3 separate regions of the Mus musculus genome follow, and all the other regions are linked to region 1. A link is a contact called in public Hi-C data. All regions are on one chromosome and are shown on one strand. Each heading gives the region's core, a stretch centred on a gene start, on an enhancer-like site or on the middle of the called end of the contact. The rest is flanking DNA. Distances are from core to core; before and after follow the strand shown.

Region 1 (3,094 bases), core at 524-3,023:
TATTATGCTGGCCTGTGGTAGGATAGTGGTAACCCTATCAACTCAGTGGACCAAGAAATCTCTTGTCCCTAATGTTTCTCTTGGTAATTTTGTGCTGGCTGAGCTCCATTCCACTCCTTGATTATGGACCTCTGCTCACACAACTGTAGCCACAACAAAGCCAAGAGGTACAGGCAGGCCCAGGGGGCAGGAAATGAAATAATGTGTATAATGTACGTATGTATTTATACAATGTCCTCAATCATCTCCTCAGAGCTGGCCTTGAGTGTAGTCCATTTTCCAGCTATAGTGACTACCACACCCCTCTATTGAATTGGTCCATATACCCTCAGCCATGAGTGTCCTCGAATAAAAACTGCCTTGTCATCTTTTAATATCACTCAGGGCCACGTTAGTCAAACACCTCAGCATTTATGGTTTATCACCCTTGCTTTCATCGCGGTTATTACTCTAAACTTTCCCTAGAGCTCTGGGCAGAGTACATAACCAAATATCATAGGCTGTTTTAATTTCTAGTCTTATTTTATATGTATGCCTAGTTTGCCTGGATGTATTTGAGTGCACCACACCCATGCCTGACCCAGGGAGGTCAGAGAAGGGCATTGGATCCCCTTGAACTGGAGTTAAAATGGTTGTGAATTACTACTTGAGTACAAGGAACTGAACCGGGTCCTTCACAAAAGCAACAGTTGCTCTCTAACCCTGGAGCCATCTCTGCAGCCCTATTTATCTTCATACTTTTTTTTTAAGTGGAGAAAACTGGAGTGGATGGAGAGGAGCATTGTTTTGTACTTGAGTGAAACTGAAATCCAAAGGTAGTCATCCATGTTCAAGGTCCACAGGTGCGCTCAAGAATTCCAAGCCTGGTTTCCTTTTCTTTGAAACTGGGAAGTTGCTTAATCATTTCTAGCCAAAAAGAAGACAGCATTGAAGAACAAGGTATTTCAACAACAATTACAAAAGCCCAAGGACTTTTCGTCTTAATGCCAATAACTGCCCATTTATAATCAGTGCACTGCTGAGTTCCCTCCTTAAACCCAGAGTTTTTAGTGTTGGAATTTAGATTCTTTTTTTTTCTTTTTTAATATTTTATTAGGTATTTTCCTCATTTACATTTCCAATGCTATCCCAAAAGTCCCCCATACCCTCCCCCCCCCACTCCCCTACCCACCCACTCCCACTTTTTGGCCCTGGCGTTCCCCTGTACTGAGTCATATAAAGTTTGCATGACCAATGGGTCTCTCTTTCCAGTGATGGCTGACTAGGCCATCTTTTGATACATATGCAGCTAGAGACAAGAGCTCTGGGGGTACTGGTTAGTTCATAATGTTGTTGCACCTACAGGGTTGCAGATCTCTTTAGCTCCTTGGGTACTTTCTCTAGCTCCTCCATTGGGGGCCCTGTGATCCATCCAATAGCTGACTGTGAGCATCCACTTATGTGTTTGCTAGGCCGGGCATAGTCTCACAAGAGACAGCTATATCAGGGTCCTTTCAGCAAAATTTTGCTAGTGTATTCAATGGTGTCAGCGTTTGGAGGCTGATTATGGGATGGATCCCTGGATATGGCAGTCTCTAGATGGTCCATCCTTTTGTCTCAGCTCCAAACTTTGGAATTTAGATTCTTAAGCCTACCCAGATGGTGACAAAACTCCCCCGAGTGTGTTGATCCCGGTGACCACAAGGGGGCGCGCCCAGATCAGATACCGCTGGCTTCAGCCACCTGGCTTGTTACTGCCCCCTGCGGTGGATGCATCTTTGCTCTAGAGCTTAGATAGTGTACCCCAAGGTGATTATGCCCAAGTCCCCAAGCACCTGTGGAGACTGTAGCAAAGGAGCAGGATTGTTTTTGAGACTTATCAAGAGCTTCATAAAGCACACTGGATTTCTGGAGAGGACGCTAAAAGTAAATCCAGGACCTACTGTATGCCTGGACTTCATGTATCTCAACTCTACATAGACACAGGGCTTGTGGGGAAGGGCGCAGTCTAGGGAGGGAAAGAGCCTAAGCGTTGAGTAGGAGGGTGACTACCAGTCCAGTTTTCTTGGCAGCCAGCCCTGCTTTCACGGAGTGAAAACAAGAAAGTGGTCTCAGCTGTCGCCTAGCTCCGAGCCAGATTCTACACAGGGCTGTGGCCTGGGAGTGAGGTTGTGGTTTCTGGAGAAGACAGCAGCTGGATGAGCACCGGGTGTCAATATAGGAAGCAGCAGTGTCCCTACCAGGAACTGGCACTACAACGGTGACGATTGCTTCTGATTTTTATTAGGGCAGAAATGTCCCCTCCCAGGCAGAGAGCCTAGGGGTAATCTGGAAACTGTCCTCTGTTCAAAGACCCCCTCAGGACTTCCGTGGCTGTCCCAACTCTCATTCTTATACAGGTGTACCTTCAGATCCTTTCCTCCAAAACAAAGTCTCCAGTGAAGAGCAATGTGTTCGTTTGGGAGGTAGAGACGGCAAGGTGGGTCTGGGCTGCCTCCTGTGCCTGCCCATCCGCTTACCCCCATGTCTGCCTGCACCTGTGCCTGCCCATCCGCGTACCCCCATGTCTGCCTGCACCTGTGCCTGCCCATCCGCTTACCCCCATGTCTGCCTGCACCTGCGCACTGCACCTGCCTGCACCTACCCCCTGTGCCTGTCTGTACCTGCTAGTGCCTGCCAGCTGTACCTACCTGTGCCTACCCTCTGTGCCTGTCTATACATGTCTGTCTCTGTCTGGGTGTCCCTGTACCTGTCTGTCTGTACCTATATCTGCCCCGTACCTGCTTCCTGTGCCTGTTCCCTGCATTCTCTTCCCATTCTGTTGTTGCTAGCCAATTCCAGGTCCTTAAAGTTCCCCACCCAGGCTGGCAGAGTGTGAGCCTAAGGGACAAGCAGGAACTTTGTTACCTCCAAGCCCAGCTTACTTCTGCATGGGATCAGAGATGTCATGAGGCAAAGAGTCTTGTTATTTAATTTGAAACAAAGTACTTGTTATTTAATTAAGAGTCAGAGCCTTGCAATTGCTTCTTGAGAAAAACCTCCCAGTTGTCCTTGAGCCTTTAAGTTCAATTTTCAAAACTTGGTCTGTTTCTTTGCAGTCACTTTCAAGGGACTT
Region 2 (3,016 bases), core at 299-2,798, 140 kb before region 1:
GTCACTCCTTTTTCAGCTCCACTTAGCATGGGATGATAACCACTGGCTCCGCCCCCAGTTGCTCTGCTCATAGAGAAGGGGCAGTTCCACCACTCTGCACCCACAACAGCCAGAGAAACTGAGGCTTCTGTGCTCTGGGACCTATCCCACCCACTTTTCAGCGGCCAGTTCACGTCTTTGTTTCCCACCCAACTCTGGCTGCAACCACTGTCTGCCTGCCCAAGCAGCAGCAGCAGCAGCAGTCCTTAGGCTGTTGAGCATTCCCAAGGTTCACCAACTGGGCCAGCACCTCTGACCTCTGTCCATTCCGGCCCACAGCAGCCCAACCTCCCACCTAAGCAGCAGTCTGGAGGGGGTGGTGACACCTCTACACCACAGGAGCTCAGCCCAGCAGGTCAGTAATGTGCCTACCTGCTGTGCCATGCTTGGGAGAACTTGTGGTAGCTGTGTCTGGGGCTCCTCTCCAATGGCCTCCCGCATGGCTCTGTTGCTAGGGAAACATCTTCCATGCTTTCCTCTGGAGACTTTTCTGAGGCCCTAAGCTTGGATATACATACCCTCACATTGGACACCAATTATTGCCAGACTTTCTTGGAGCCGCCAGCTCCTGAATAATGACACAGAGACTTATTATTTAAGAAAGCTTAGGCTCTGTAGCAGGTTATCTCCTAGCTAACTCTAACCCGACTAATTCCAGCTCACATCCTGCCACACGGCCCATTACTTCTCACTCAACCTCCACACCTGTTCCTTCCACCTCCGTGTCACACTGGTGAATCCCCCACCTCTTGATTCTTTCCCAAAGACCCTCTCTCTGTCCAGAAGTTCCATCTATTCTTTCCTGCCTCAGCTACTGGCCATTAGATCTTTAGTAAACCAATTAGAAGGCGAGAAGGGTAAATGTTTCCAACACAAGTGATGATCCATAAAAATAATAATACCAAAGTCTGGCCAGTATTCTCCTCTCTGGCGGCACAGAAACCAACATTTGCATAACACAAAGACAAACTTTACACAGTGTACAAAAAGATTACCCCCGAGATAATCTTACATTCATTCTGGATGACACAGAAGCTGCAAGAGTATTCCAGGGGTGGCGTGATTTAATTTGCATTTTCAAGAAAGTCTCCTGTTGTATGAGAGTAGACTGGATGGAGGATGATCAGGTAAGAGTGTCATCAACTGGGACATATAGTTCAGGGTGGGCCAGGGAGAGTGGACAGAGTGAGGAAAATAAGCTTTAAGTCAGGGAAGGACTGAGCAGATGAGTGAGCCTTTGATGTGAGAAATTTAGGTCTGGTCATTATTCGCTTACCAAACAAGAGTAGAAAAATCCATCTCCTTTTCTGGGCCTCAGTTTCCCTGTCTGTGACATAAGGCAGAGCAGCTGGTGCCAAGGTCTTCTGCATCAGGCACAGGCAGCCCTATATTTAGGGCCTTGGCTCTCAAGCTATGATCCAGTTACTAATCCCAGCAGGCCTGAATGCCCCATGGCAGCTGCAGAAACCTGGGGACGATGCTGCAGCTCAGGGACAGTTGCCTGTTGTCTACAGAAACTGGGACAACCAGAGGACATGAGACTTGTCTGCCCACACCACAGGCTGGGAACGGCTGGTCTGATGGCACCTTTCAACTGGAGGAAAAGTGCAGGCCACCAGCCAGGGGCTTCCTGAGCCCTTCAGGGAACTGATGTCCCAGTCACAATGTCTTTCCAAATGGTCCAGGTTCAACTCGGGGGCTGTGACCAGCCTCAGTGGATGACCCTCAGTGGGCTGATTCAGACTTCTCCCCTGGGCTCTTGACAAGGTATAAATCACTAGCTCTGGTTTATTGAGTAGAAAAATGAAGACCAAAAAAGTCATGGGCAGCAAAGCTAGGAGTTGAACATGGCTAAGTAATACTTCCATCATTCTTTGCTGCCTCTCAAGGATGCAGTGGAAGGGTGGTAAAGAGAAATAGAAGCTAAATATGTTTTAATAAATATAGACATTCACACCCACCTGCTTTGCCAGGGATGAGGACTTTCAAACAAAAGCTGCTTTGTGCAGCTGAAGTGAAGCATGTGTGTGTGTGTGTGTGTGTGTGTGTGTGTGGTGGTGGTGGTGGTGGTGGTGGATAAGCCCCTGGTCATTGTTTACAGCCTTTTTGCTGCTTATTTATTCCTTTGTAATTGCCACAGATTTTTTTTTCCAGACATATACATGCTGGGGACTGTGTGAGGCTCCAGGGAGGGAACCGTAATAATTAACAGAAAATGACTTAGTTCCTGAACCCACTGGTTTGCACTGCAGTTGAAAGATGTCCTCTTCTGGATGTCGTTACTGCTCTAGTCTCCACAAAGAGAAACCCAGGGGCTTTGTGAGGTGCTGTGATTTCACCAGGGGGGAGACCTGATCAGAATTCTAACCTGGACCTTATGGTTCAAAGCAGCAGGAGCAGCCGGCCCTGCAGGAGCAGCCAGGCCTGCGTCAGGCAATTTGATTAGGGTTTAATAGAAGGATTAGTCACAAAGGAAGACAGGGCTACAGGAGACCACAAAGCACTCGTCAGGACCCTCGTTCACAGTAAGAGGAAAGAGAAGTCAGTCGGCAGCTGATAGATGAGGGCCCCCAACAGGGGTTTCAGCTCAGGGCATGGTGATTGCGAGGTGACCCTGGATCAGTAGGCTAGGAATATGGACTCTGAGTTCATAGTCCTCTGTCTTTCCATATCCTTCTAGGGCTCCCCACAACTCAGATCATTGCCGTGACTTCTGTAGACATCTGGGATAGATGCTGAAGAAAGAAGGGGACAAAGAGGGCCAGGGAGAAAACCACGTGGTCTTTAGCCAAAATTAAGATGCTTCTGAATCAAAAGCACCTTATTGGGCCAGGGGAGGTCCAGACTCAAGACCAAGCAGGTCATAGAAATGGGCCCATAGTGATGCAGCTCCCACCCTCCAGCCTTCTGCTGGGCTGGCAGACTTGGCCTGCAGCCTGGCTTCTTGTTTTGGTAAGTCAACTTTCATCAGGACACA
Region 3 (2,803 bases), core at 15-2,514, 140 kb after region 1:
GAAGCTTAGAGAAAGAGTACTGTCTTTTGAAGTAGGTGACAGGAACATTTGTCTAGATAGACTTGGAGAAAGACCATCAGCCGGGATCCTGAGCAGAAGTCAGAGTGAGCATTGGCGGGGCACCAAGAATGTATATGCAAAGAGCTTAGGCCTGGCTTGGCTCATACAAGGTCAGGTATCTCTGAGCTGCCAGGGGCTCTGATGTCAGCCTAAGGAGGAGGAACTTCATCTTGCATATAAGGTGGGGTTGGAGAGTGGGTGGAACAGTGCCTCTAATATTTTAGGAGGGTGGGTCAGACCTTCTGGGAAGGAGCTACAGCACCACATCTGGCAGGATACTTGTATGGAGGGCCTGAAACTAACTACACAGTCCCATGTGAAGGAGGGAAGACAGCCAAGATCAAGGAAGCCCTGTGTTTTCACAGTGGTGACATTTAGGGATTTGTGGAATCTGCATTTAAACCACACTACCCATTTTGCCTCTGTGGCTTTGGATAGCTCATCTCTCTCTGGGTTGTTTACCTGTGTGAAATGTGGGGTGGTGCTCAGACCATGGTCTTCATTGCAGCTCAGCAAGTGGAGAATTCAGAAGTGCCATGTTCCCTTTTACCCCCACCGTGGTTCTGGTTTTTCATAAACCTTTCTAGGCTAAGCATGAATTTGACTTTATCTCTCTATCTCGTGATGTGTGGAGCCCTTCTTTCCCCTAAGAAAGCCTCAGACTCCTTAGCAAGAGCCCCCAAGAGTTTCCCTTGGCATGCTCGGCTTTGAGCTGTAACCAGACAATGTTTTGCCCAGATCATTCTGGCCTTGAGCCTTTCCTTTTAAAACCACAAATTGTCCTGTCACCACATGGAAGAGTGACCTCTCCTTTAGTAACAAGGACTTAGATGGCTTCCTCCTGGTGGGAAAGTGTCCTTTGGGGAAATCCCAGGATCCCTGACTTTTCCCTGGAGCCTTTTTTCTGCTAATCATAGCAGCTACAGTTGAACCTGGTTCTGTGGGGACCCACTGAGGCAGTGAGCAGCTTTTATTTCAACCCCACACTTAATAGGCTGAGGGAAGGGTATTTGTTATGGTATCCACTTATCTAACTGAGCTATTTATCAGAGCTATTTCTAGGAACAAAATGTCCTCTTTTTTAATATAGGACCCACTTACAGCTAAAGTGCTAAAGAAAACTCCAGCCCCAGCCCTAAGACCTCTTGTCTTCCTTCAAGGCCAGGCAGAGGTCTCAGTGGTTCCAAGCTCTTACACACACAGTCAGAATGACTCAGCTGGCAGCTCTGCCTACTGTTGGTTACCATGGAGCCTTCTAAGTCTAGAATCTTCCATCCTGGCCAGTAATTTTTTTGTGTGCATTTGGTAAACTTTTTAATACTAGCAAGTTTGGCAGTACACTTAAAGGAATCAGATGGTTTAAAATAGTCTGATGTCAGTAGTACAGTGTGATCACTGACGTACTAAGATGAAGTAGGCTCCGTGTATAAAAGCCCCTCCTTGTGCTGTTGCCATAGACTCACTCACTGCCCTGTGGCGTGTTCTGACACAGTTGAGGAAAAGCTGATGTTTCTAGCAGTGTGCTGTTCTTACTGAGTCTTCTTGCTCAGGTGTCCATTGGGCCTGGCAGCTGTGCTTTCTTTAAAAATGTGTTTCTGAGGGAGTAAGATAGCTGTGGATGCAGCTTCAGACGATGGGACATGGAGCCCATATCTCTCAATGGTGTTGTGCCCTTGAAGGAGGGTTGCAGGTTCTACTTGAAGACTTTGGAGCCAAGGAAAGGCTCTGGCATGTTGAGTTGAGGCTGCCTCACCGTTTTTCACTGACTGGATTCCCTGCATCTCAGCCACACAGATTGTGCTGTTTACCTGTGCCTACCTGCAAGCTCTTGGTGTTCATGTGCTGCCTCTGGTTAGTTTTTGTCTGCATAAATCAAGCGCCTGTCTTTGATTACTCATTGTGCCGTGGGTACTTCTCAGAATCTGAGCAGGGAGATGGTCTACAGGAAAACTGCACATTACATATGTACTGTGAGAGTTTAAGGCCTTTCAGGGATTTGAGAACTTACACTACATTCCTGAGATTAGAAGAGCCTTGGAATAAATGACCTTCCATCTTATGAAGTTCTTCACTGAGCACTTGGGGCTGGGGGTGGGGTGGGGGCGGGATGAAGTCTCTACAGGAAGAAGCAGTGGCACTGGAAGCCAGGCCTCTCGTCTTACTGTCAAGTAGAGATGTCGGTCTTTCCTGTTGCTTTTGAATAGGCCAGCACGTGGGAATCTGCCCAAGACTTATTTGTGTTTCAGCCCAGGTGGTATTCTGCTTTTTTGAGAAGCTGTCAGGCCAGATGGCTGAACAAAGTAGGTGGATGGGATGTAGACTATGGGAGCATGGCTCCCTGGCTACTAGTGGATATTTACTGCTTGTTTCCTTTGAGAGCTGCTATCGGTCCACGCAACCCCCCTGACACTGACGTAGGAATGCGGAGTCTGAGTCTTTCTACTCCCACCAGAACTACACTCCTACCTCCTGAGCTGCTTGCCAGCCAAGGAGAGTAAAGCCATTTTAAAAAAGTAATTCCTATTTATTTATTTGCCATTTTACAGATAGATATTTGCCAGATTCTAATTCTGCTCTTGACATGAATCATGTACTTTACCTGACTTCTACCCAAGGGACATAATCTGCAGCCAGCCCCGTCAGCATTGCCACGTTTGGGCTTCAGGAGCTCTCTCCACATGAATGTAGAATCCGCTTTTCCTTGGGGGGTGGGGGTCTCATGCTGAGAAGCTGGGAGGAAAAG

The links. Hi-C and Micro-C count contacts between places; a contact is called where the count stands out from the background.
Region 2: a Hi-C map of myocytes shows a contact between it and region 1, with 2.0 times the contacts expected there. The contact joins the promoter of F830045P16Rik here to the enhancer-like site in region 1. A contact is called at or near these places in 4 of 39 promoter capture datasets (the C10 cell line, embryonic stem cells, hippocampal neurons and 1 more), 1 of 15 datasets of contacts at CTCF or cohesin (pro-B cells), 3 of 484 Hi-C or Micro-C datasets (the C10 cell line, cerebellum and myocytes) and 2 of 9 other capture datasets (adipose tissue and pancreatic islet).
Region 3: a contact with region 1 is called in a Hi-C map of cortical neurons, with 2.2 times the contacts expected there. The contact joins two enhancer-like sites. A contact is called at or near these places in 1 of 15 datasets of contacts at CTCF or cohesin (large pre-B cells), 2 of 484 Hi-C or Micro-C datasets (cortical neurons and embryonic stem cells) and 7 of 115 datasets of contacts at active chromatin or transcription factors (embryonic stem cells, extraembryonic endoderm stem cells, intestinal crypt epithelium and 2 more).

Annotation. Positions count from the first base shown.
Region 1 is chr2:129,673,403-129,676,496 of GRCm38.p6, forward strand. No RefSeq gene overlaps it. Among named protein-coding and RNA genes, the nearest start is that of Pdyn, 25 kb to the right of the region's middle. Within about 2 kb of position 1,774, at least 10 of the 459 cell types and tissues checked have an H3K27ac peak or open chromatin away from gene starts, as enhancers often do. A contact at or near this core is called in cortical neurons and myocytes, where this site is marked.
Region 2 is chr2:129,535,054-129,538,069 of GRCm38.p6, forward strand. F830045P16Rik (RIKEN cDNA F830045P16 gene) reads right to left here and starts at 1,549. Exons shown (of 7, transcript NM_177653.3): 1 at 1,316-1,549. The coding sequence starts at 1,409.
Region 3 is chr2:129,818,882-129,821,684 of GRCm38.p6, forward strand. The region is part of intron 3 of Stk35 (serine/threonine kinase 35); the gene reads left to right. Among named protein-coding and RNA genes, the nearest start is that of Stk35os1, 19 kb to the left of the region's middle. Within about 2 kb of position 1,265, at least 80 of the 459 cell types and tissues checked have an H3K27ac peak or open chromatin away from gene starts, as enhancers often do. A contact at or near this core is called in cortical neurons, where this site is marked.